Linked DNA regions of Danio rerio: region 1 is linked to region 2. The links are chromatin contacts, called in public Micro-C maps. All regions are on one chromosome and are shown on one strand. The core of a region is the stretch at or near the end of the contact, and the rest is flanking DNA. Distances in the headings are between cores, read along the strand shown. Region 1 overlaps usp47 (ubiquitin specific peptidase 47). Region 2 holds the start of usp47 (ubiquitin specific peptidase 47).

Evidence for each region. Hi-C and Micro-C count contacts between places; a contact is called where the count stands out from the background.
Region 1: a Micro-C map of caudal fin shows a contact between it and region 2, with 2.0 times the contacts expected there. The contact joins the enhancer-like site here to the promoter of usp47 in region 2. A contact is called at or near these places in 4 of 18 Hi-C or Micro-C datasets (caudal fin, embryo and hematopoietic stem cells).

What each region holds. Positions count from the first base shown.
Region 1 is chr7:70,849,332-70,854,358 of GRCz12tu, reverse strand. All of the region lies in intron 1 of usp47 (ubiquitin specific peptidase 47), which reads right to left. Among named protein-coding and RNA genes, the nearest start is that of usp47, 34 kb to the right of the region's middle. Within about 2 kb of position 3,333, at least 7 of the 62 cell types and tissues checked have an H3K27ac peak or open chromatin away from gene starts, as enhancers often do.
Region 2 is chr7:70,814,350-70,820,138 of GRCz12tu, reverse strand. usp47 (ubiquitin specific peptidase 47) reads right to left here and starts at 2,254. Exons shown (of 28, transcript NM_001331129.1): 1 at 2,011-2,254. The coding sequence starts at 2,055. It overlaps clec3a (C-type lectin domain family 3, member A), which reads right to left. Exons shown (of 3, transcript XM_005170772.6): 3 at 4,861-5,789. It overlaps LOC141375184 (a long non-coding RNA gene), which reads left to right and starts at 4,083. Exons shown (of 3, transcript XR_012382802.1): 1 at 4,083-4,515.

The DNA of each region.
Region 1 (5,027 bases), core at 2,084-4,583, 33 kb before region 2:
GCTCTCGTGCTGCAGGAATGAGGAGGTCTGCTGAAGGCGCGCAGCTGTCGTGCAGTGAGGGGTTTGCGTCTTTAATAAGCTACGGCAGTTTGCGTTCACTGAACAGTAAGAATTATTAATAAATCCATATGAAACAGTCCCTTAAAAGTCACGTCTCGCTTTCAGTTTCGGACTTTGGCCCGTTTTGCACTCACACACAAGCGTACCGCGCCAAAGCCTAAGTAAACCGGACTCAGGCACACCTCTTCCAACCGGGCCAGGGCCGGCCAAGTGAACCGTGCTTGAGCCTGATTCAGCACACTCACACTTCTCAAACGATCCGAGAAACGGGCCTGGGCATGGTACGGATGGCATAGTGTGAGTAGGCCCTTATTGTCTATCCACAGAAGAGATTCTGACTGAAACGAGTGGTCAGTAATTGAGTCTTGCATCCTGCACAAACATACAAAGATTTGTAACAAATATGCATGATGTCAGTATACATTCTTCACTTCCTGCCTGTAAACTAGGGGTATAATGGTACACAGACGTCATGGTTCAGTACATGCCTAATGGGGTCACGGTTTGATACAGGTTTGGTACAACAGATTTAAAAAAAAAAGCTATAAAGTTAATTTTGAACATGAGGAAATGTTATCACAATCAGCTACAGAATATAAAATCATGTTGTGATACAAAAAAAAAGAGCTCTAACTTCCTTCAACACACCTCCCTAGAGGTTTCTAGTATAACTAGAAAAAACCTGATTAGCTGGTTCAGGTGTGTTTTCAGTGGTGTAGTGTGGACGGAGAGCTGTTCAGAAACGCTAGGTCAGTGGTTCTCAAACTTTTTTCATCAAGTACCACCTCAGAAAAAAATTGTCTCTCCAAGTACCACCAAAATGAGCAGTATTGAAATACAGTAGCGTAGTAGGCCTAGTAAAGCAGCTACAACTCTGCACAGTTAAAAAAAACATGGCAGATTACCTCAGAAATATAGGCTATGTGATCTATGGGATATAATATACCCAATTTTTGATAAATTTTGAAATATATGTAGCATGTACATGACATATTTCATTCCTCCGCGTACCACCAGAAGGAAGCCTCCGTACCAATAGTGGTACACGTACCACAGTTTGAGAACCACTGCGCTAGGTGAAATGCCAGTGTGGACGTGGATCATTTTCATTCTAAAACATCATTTTAAAACTAAAATGTATTAGTGTAAAGGGGTCTTAAATACTCTGACCATGTCGCCAGTGTTGGCCCATGACGTTTCTAGTATAACTAGAAAAAGCTTGATTAGCTGGTACAGGTGTGTTTAATGGGGGTTGGAATTAAAATATGCGAAACACCGGCCCTCCAGGACCGAGCTTGGGCACCCCTGATCTACACAGATCAGCATGAACATTTTTTGAATTCTGTATCGATTAGTGTTGTCACGATACTGGAATTTGAAACTATTTGGTGCTGAAATTTTAAAAATCCATTTCCTGCTAGCATTTGAGCACTGTTGAGCACATTTTTGAACAGTGCTGATTTGCCATTGTGTTCATGTGACCGTGAAAGTCATCCCCGAACTCACCACTGTGAAATGGACTTTTTTAAAACTGCAGTACCGATTAATATATCGAATTCCAGTATCGTGACAACACAAGTACCGATTGGTACTGAACTTTATACTTTTGACAACTTCATTGGCACATAAACTCATTCATTCCCAGTGAATCATGATGAACATTACCTAAGCAACCTTAAAGGCTGATTTATACTTCTGTGTCAAACACCGGCGTATGCTACAGCGCTGACGCATAGCCCTTCGCCGTGGCCGTCGCTGACGTGCACCTCTCAAAAAAATGTAACTACACGTCGCAACAACGCGTAGCGCAAGCTCTGTGATTGGTCGGCTTGGTAGCGCTGACGAGTCGGGGTGGGACCGAGAGCGAACCCAATGTAGCGATTGTTTAGAAGTGTGGAGTCCCGTGAAGGAGCTCCGGATGGAAAGTTTTGTTTTGTGTTTACCTCATAGTTAAAGTTGTTGCACGTCCGCCGGTTGCTGCCTCAAAATGAGTGAGTTTGAGCCACTTGTACATCCCGGAAGTGTTCAGGAAAAGCAAAAAAGCAGCGAAGAAACTCGACACAGAGGAACATTTACACGTCACTGCCAACTAGCGTTTCGGAAGTGTTAATGCAGACCAACAGAGACAGCGCGCAGAAGTATAAATGCACAGCCACGCGCGTTGCATGCGCCGTGGGTTACGCAGGTCACTTGACGCAGAAGTATAAATCAGGCTTAAGGCTCATACACATCAAAAGGTTTTTCATTTGTGTGTATCGTCAGGATTTTGAGACATTTTTCCGCATTCAAACCAAAGCAATTTTAACTGGCGTCGAGCAGAAGAAAACGCAAAATCACTCCTTGACGTTAGATAGCGCTAAACAACTTTAAGCTTCTGACACCCGCTTGTAACACAGAAGAAGAAGACAGAAAGTTGACACGCTTGTTGTTGAAGTTACTGGCAATTCGAACAATCATGGATGGTTCAAGTAGCAGCTCCAGCGAAGAAATGATTTTTGTTCACCAGTGCAATAAGCAGCTCCACGTTCATGTCGCCTCTGGGCATCTTCTTCAATGTGCGTTCGCATTAAAAGTTTTGCGCTTGAGCGCCTCCAAGTGCTGTTTACTGTAACTTCAACAGCTCCGTGCACTTAAACAAAAGTGGCAATCTGATTGGTGGAGAAGGTTTTGATGTGGTGCATCAAAAAAACAAAAAAAAAAAACAAGCATGAGGCGTTTCTTCAAAAATGACGCTTTTTTGCTTGGCATTTTGCGCGTTGGTTTGCAGGATCACATTGCCGCCCTTTGTTTAGTCACGAGGTGCTAAACATTGACGGAAAATGTTAGCAATAAGCGTCCCGGCGTGAACGGGCCTTTATGGTGGGAACTCCCACTAGCGACACAGGGTGACATGCAGCTACAAAGAAAGAAATATGCCTCCGTAAATATCATTATAGTGAAAAGGAACTAAAGTAGCTGGCGTCGTACTGCCCCGTAACCTTATTTTTTTTACCTAGAATCTGCAGTTAAATGTATGTTATTACAAAAATATAGGCTGAAGCATTTATTTCCAATGAGCCTGTGTTGTCTGGCTTAGAAAATTGAAGTTATGGTTTAGGTTTTTAGGGTTGCATTATGCAGTCAAAGGCATATTGTTGACTCTGAAAGTAGTAGTGTTGATTAATTGCAAGTTGTTACATGCGTCTTATGTACACCCAGGTCTAGAGTCAATAGGGTCAATATTGTTTTATCTTTTTTGCTTTGCTTTCTCTAGTTACTTATTGATTGAGCTGGGGAAAAAAAGGCTATAAAATGAAAGGAGGCGGATCCTCTCGCTCTGTTTCTCTGTCGCAGCTTTCCCCAAATCGTTACACTTTTTTCCTCACCTTTCTTTGTAAGTTTAAAGCGGAGAGTTCCAGCTAGTTTCTGTTAGTTGCTGGGCTCCCCATTGCTTACAAATGACTTTGAGTAATTTGTGTTTAAAAAAAATAACCCATTTGGAAGATTCTTCCATTATACAATGTGCCCCTGTTGACTTGTGCACATTTATTCCAGGGATCGTAACACAGGTGTTGTTTACAAAGCAGAGCCATGGTCTTTTTATACACTGTCTGAGTGTCTGCTAAAGAACTGATCATGTTACCGCTGACCGAGGATTCTAAGAACGAAGCAGGCAAAACATTTCTTTGTATTCTTTTGATGGGATAAACACAGAAAATGCTTTACTTAAAGGGATAGTTCACCCAAAAATGTAAATATTTGTCATCAATTACTTGTTTCAAACTTTTAAGGTATTCTTTCTTCTGTTAAACACAAAAAAGACATTTTAAAGAAAGCTGGAAACCTGTAACTATTGACTTCCAAAGCTATTGTTTTTCCTACTACTCAAGTCAGTTTACTGGTTTTCACCTTTCTTTAAATTGTTTTCTTTAGTGTTCAACAGAGGAAAGAAACTTTGAACTATCCCTTTAAGGTAACTTTATTTTTGTATTTATTTTACTTGCTTACTGTAAAAACAATATGAATGCTTCCTATATATACTTTAAAAAAGACAAATAGTTTTTGTAATACCATTTATTGCCCTTTAATGTTTTATTGCTTTTTACAGCCCGGACTGTGGTGATTTTATATATTGACTACAAAATCTGTGGTGTGATGCATGATCTCTAACCATATAAAATCGATCTAATCTCATGCTCCTGTTTTTGCTAAGCAGATGTTTACTTTGAAGAAAAAAAGATTACTTAAGTTGTTTTTCATAGGTGGTTGAAACTTGAAAAAAATTCATTCTTTTACACAATATTATAAATAAAATTAAAACATTTGTCCATGAAGAAAACATCTGGGGGACATTTCCCTTTAAAATAAATAAAAAAGCAAATATGTTTTTAATTACAGCATTTTAATACCTCATAATGCTGTAACAATAAATCATGTTAATCTTCCACAAATGTAGCAATAAAGACCATTTCAATGCGCCATGTCATTGGCCCATGAACATTTCCTGCATGTTATTAAACTATTTCATAATTGAAACTAGGCAATTTAATCGTAACTTCATGTTAAAACAGCTATCAAAACATTATTTATCAATAAGTGGCTCTTTTTGGATTCTCGGAAGCTATTAAAATAAAAATTTTAATATATTTGAAAATATGCATTGAATATGATGCTTTTATATATATATATATATATATATATATATAAATAATGCGATATTTTATTTTGCCGCAATATGAATATAATTTCACCAGATGATTTGGTGAAACATTAAGGCTGAACGTTCAAAAATAATGTTCACCTAACAAAACTGACTCCTGGTTCCAGAATCTTTAAAACTCACAAGCAAAAGGGTTAACCACAGTAGTAAGGCAGCAGTGGTAAAGTTACTTTGCACTTTGCAAGACTTAAGACATGTTTTTATTTACTCGCCTTTTTTTTTTTTTTTGGATCATTCATTTTTCCATTTGTTGTCAAGTATAGCTGCA
Region 2 (5,789 bases), core at 1,005-3,504:
ACTGTTCTCAAAATTTCACACACACACACACACACACACTCCAGTGTTACTCCAGTCTTCAGAGTCGCATGATCCTTAAGAAATCACTCTAATAATAATTGTTGTTGTTGTTGTTTTTATGATTATTATTTTTATTATTATTATTATTATTATTATATATTGTATTATTATTATTATTATTATTATTATTATTATTATTATTATTATTATTATTATTATTAATAATAATAATAATGGTAATAGTAATAAAAACAATAATGTAAGGACTAATAATATCATTTAAAAGTACATACAATAAGTAACATCTAAATATTTTTAAATAAATATTTAACAGTTTCTTTTTACATTTAACGAATGCCACCTTGATAAACAAAATAATTTTCATAAAAAAAACATGAAAGAAAAAGACCCCAAACTTTGACCAGTAGTGTATGCGCAACAGAAAGATCTAAAAATGTTGTATTGTGCACTTCATGTATGAAGCTGTGTAAATGTCATAGCATGTATGTCTGCATACATATGGTCTTATTATTGTTTTGATTATGAATATACAGTTGAAGTCAGAATTATTAGCCCCAATGAATTATTAGCCCCCCGTTTATATTTTCCCCCAATTTCAGTTTAACGGAGAGATTTCTTCAACACATTTCTAAACATAATAGTTTAATAACTCATTTCTAATAACTGATTTATTTTATCTTTCCCATGAACACAGTAAATAATAATTGACTAGATATTTTTCAAGACACTTCTATACAACTTAAAGTGACATTTAAAGGTTTAACAAAGTTAATTAGGTTAACTAGGCAGGTTAGGGTAATTAGGCAAGTTATTGTATAATGATCTTTTGTTCTGTAGACCATTAAGAAAATATAACTTAACGGGGCTAATAATTTTGAACTGCTTTTATTCTAGCTGAAATAAAACAAATAAAACTTTCTCTAGAAGAAAAAAAATTATCAGACATACTGTGAAAATTTCCTTGCTCTGTTAAACATTATTTGAAAAATGTTTAAAAAAGAAAAATAAATTAAAAGGGGTTAGCTCTGTATAATAAGTCTGACTTCAACTATACGACTGCGTGTGTGTATATACATTACACCTATTTGTTGTTTTAAATCAGCCAATCAAACAACCAGTTGCTACAATGTTTTGTTGTTGTTTTTTGCATGAATACAAATGTTACCGTCATTAAGAATTTTTAAAAGATCTTGCTTTATTGATTTACACTTTACCACATATAACATGTTTTACAGCATTCAAAAATGAAATCACCATTAGCATAAAGACCAAAAAGAGTACGCATCTCGAAAATTGAGAGTTCAAATGTCACTAAAAATATTATTTTGTTATGCAAGTGTTGATGAGGAAGATAAACTCTATTCCCGTCAGATCTAAAACACATCCGCGTTAAAAAAGAATGTGCATTGAAACTGAAACTGTACAAGATTTTTTGTTTGTTTGTTTTGGTCATTTATAATAACAATAGTAACAAAAAACACATTCGGCCGATGTTGACATCATTCAAATATCAAAGCAGGGGTCATCATTCCTCAAATAAAGCATACGAGTCTAATCTGAATTATGTCTGTGATGTAAATGATGCGATGTGGATTAAATCAAGCAGTCTAATCTGAGCTGCTAACATAAACTATGGCGCACACTTTAGCACCTCCCAAAACTCACTCCTGCAGGACACTTTGCGGGCTGAGGAGAGAGTAAACAGCATCACAGCACACATGACAACATGTTATTAGGTCTACTAATTCCATAAATCTCCGGTATATATTGGTTATGAACGTATTCAATCTGTTGTAAGGACTTGTTGACTGATAGTTAGCTGAGCTACAGCTAACACTCTGCTAGCCGCTCAACTCACAATCCTGACACGCACTTTTCAGTCTCTCCTCCGCTGCGTTTAAACGCGATTCTCTAGCTTACATTGCGATTTTTTTAATAGGGAGATGGTGTGATTTGAGTGTGTGTTATTTGAGGTCGATCATCTCTTACCTCTTTGGGCACAAGCTGCTTTTCTTCGCTGGGCACCATTTCCATCTGATCATCCAGCCGCGGTCCGCTGTCAACAACAGGAGCCCTGCGATTGGCTTTGGGACAGCATTCTGAGCGTGTTAGGAGAAACGAGTCGATGTCGGGGAGACTACTTTTAGGCTAAATGGCTCGTAATCCAGCTTAATCTGCGTTACTTTCTTTCTTGCTGGACTGTAAGCAAAAACAGCAATCAATGGAGGAAAAATGGCCGCCACGCACTTTCGCGAGACTTCACTTCAATCTGCGTCACTTCCGACAACATTCGCTGTCTGTGGACGTTATAAAACAGCTGAAAGTGTAAACTGACAGTTAACAAACTGAATAATATTGTGATGTAATGCGAGACTTAGCGTGATAGTTGTGAAACACTAAACTTAATCTGAGGTCACACTTTAGCCTGTCGAATAAATGTCTTCATTATAAGTGAACTTTGCCTCCTTCGTGAGTGCTGCTTGCTTTCATTGTGTTCACTTCTTTCACAACACTCAAAGTGAAATGAAGAATATAACTATTTTTCAAAAATGCTCAGCCTAATCAGATTCCAAAAATCAAGTAAGCTACTAATTAGCGTAAACAACTTTTTAATGTAGGCTAACTACAGTTAGCTAGTTTTTTAGATATTACGACATCCCATCACACAAAAACATTGTAAAAATGTTGGTTTCATGTTGTTAAAAGGTTGTGATAACATTTTTTGGACACATTTGATACAACAAATTATGTTTTTTTAAACGTTATAAATTCGAACTTCACAACATTGCAAATACTTTTTTTGTGTTATAATGTCGAATTCAAATCATGAATTCACCTATTTTTTTCTCTATTTAATGTTCATTTTCTTCATAATAAATGTGTCGCATAAATACATTCTTTATTCTTCTTTGTTTTCGATTTTGTACGTTACTATTACTTGTTTTTCGTACTGTCATAAGGTGGTTTTTAGATGAAATACAGCAGTCTCTCTAGCCTTTTTCAATATATTTTTTTATTGAGCAGAGAAACCATTTATTGTCTAAATGGCTCGTAATCCAGTTTAATTTGAGTTACTTTCTTTCTTGCTGGACTGTAAGCAAAAACAGCAATCAATGGAGGAAAAATGGCCGCCACGCACTTTCGCAAGACTTCACATAAATCTGCGTCACTTCCGACAACACTCGCTGTCTGTGGACATTATAAAACAGCTGAAAGTGTAAACTAACAGTTAGCAAACTAAATAATAATGTGATGTAATGCGAGACTTAGCATAGTTGTGAAACACTAAACTTAATCTGAGGTCACACTTTAGCCTGTCGAAAAAAAATCTTCATTATAAGTGAACTTTGCCTCCTTCGTGAGTGCTGCGTGCTTTCGTGTTCACTTCTTTTTTCAACACTCAAAGTGAAATGAAGAATATAACTATTTTTCAAAAATTCTCATCCTAATCAGATTCCAAAAATCAAGTAAGCTACTAATTAGCGTAAACAACTTTTTAATGTAGGCTAACTACAGTTAGCTAGTTTTTTAGATATTACGACATCCCATCACACAAAAACGTTGTAAAAATGTTGGTTTCACGTTGTTAAAAGGTTGTGATTACATTTTTTGGACACATTTGATACAAAAAATGATGTTTTTTTAAACGTTATAAATTCATTGCAAACATTGCAAATACTTTTTTTTCGTGTTATAATGTCGAATTCAAATCATTAATTCACCTATTTTTCTCTATTTAATGTTTATATTCTTCATAATAAATGTGTCGCATAAATACATTTTTGATTCTTCTTTGTTTTCGATTTTGTACGTTACTATTGCTTGTTTTTCATACTGTCATAAGGTGGTTTTTAGATGAAATACAACAGTCTCTCTAGCCTTTTTCAATATATTTTTTTATTGAGCAGAGAAACCATTTATTTTCTAAATGGCTCATATACAGGTTTAATTTGAGTTACTTTCTTTCTTGCTGGACTGTAAGCAAAAACAATCAATGGAGGAAAAATGGCCACCACGCACTTTCGCGAGACTTTACTTCAATCTGTGTCACTTCCGACAACACTCGCTGTCTGTGGACATTATAAAACAGCTGAAAGTGTAAACTTACAGTTAACAAACTGAATAATATTGTGATGTAATGTGAGACTTAGCATGATAGTTGTGAAACTACAGTTAGCTACTTTTAGATTAGGCTTTGAATTAATTATTTGATTTTTTGTGCTTTGTCATAGGTTATATATACACAGTATTGTGCAAAAAAGACTTACGCTTGAGTGCCCCCTAGACATTAGCACAGTAATTTATTCTTAATTATTGTTAGAGACTCTTCAGGTCTTATGTATTTAGAAGCTTATGTTACACCGCCGGTCCTACGCCATCAAAACCCGCTCCAAGTTGGGATGGAACTGGCAACTCTTCGCAAAGGAGTCGGTTGCTCTAACAAGGAGGCTAAAGACAATGGCCTCAGCGTCTGTCGCTAGAGCACCTGAAGAGGTCAGAGAATTAAGTTTACCTGCACAGCACTTCACTAGCTGGCCTCCTTTACACTCACCCCCTCAACCTCACTCCCATCCGTGTCAAGGCACCAATGTAACACCACCCAACCCACTCTGAGCTGGGATTTAACCAGTGACTTTCCGCAAGGGAATCAGTTGCTCTACTAAGGAGGCTAAAGACCATGGCCTCTTGCGTCCATCACTAAAGCACCTTTAGTGGTCAGAGGAGTGAGGTTTACCAGCACAGCACTTTGCAAACTGGTATCCATTACACTTAAAAGTATAAAAATTATTTACATTTTATCTTTTGATGAATGCATACTTATACAACGTTACTCAGTACCCCATTTTGTCATATATTTTTTATTCATCATCAACCTCATTCATAATATCCAAAAATGTCCTAGAATATTGTAGTTTTTCTGCAATAAACATGTTGGATTAAATGAAGACAACACTGAATAAAAAAAATCTCATCAGTACTGAGTGTTTAATGTTACTGAATGGATAGTTCCGGTCCTTGATTCTGATTGGTCGAGTCTCATTCAAAGTTGTAAAAACACTCTACTAACAAACATGTGACTTTTGTATGTTGTTTTAATTAACCCCTGTGTACTGTTCAAATGTACTACACCTTCGTTATGTTCGGGGCTGTTTTTGCCCCATTGACTACCATTATAATGACATTTTTTGATTGATTGCCTAACCATGACACCATGTAATCATGCAATCTTTATTGTTGGTGGTTTTCCCTATTGGGAAGAGGTAGAACTTTTAATTTTTATAGTCGATCATCAGTTGGCATCATTTACCCTTTAGATAGGCCTGTGCAAAATAGTTTCCGACTTTTATATGGAGTAAGACAGCAAATTATAGTGTGTGTGCATAAATACACTTACTATGTTTACTGTGTTCTGAGAGCTGAGCTGCTTATTTTGTTATTTACTCAAACATATCAAGGTAAGTGCGCCCAAGTTATCTCTCTCTCACACCCACTATAAAAACTATACACTACCTGACAAAAGTCTTGTCATCGATCCCACTTATAAGAGCAACAAATAATAAATTGACTTCTAGTTGATCATTTGGAAAAGTGGCAGAAGGTCGATTTTTCCTCTGAATCATCTGTTGAACTGCATCCTAATCAGCACAATACTGCAGAAGACCTTTTGGAACCCACATAGACCCAAGATTCTCAAAGAAATCAGTCTTTTAAGTTTGTTGAAGGAAAAATCATGGTTTAGGGTTACATTCAGTATGGTAGCGTGCAAG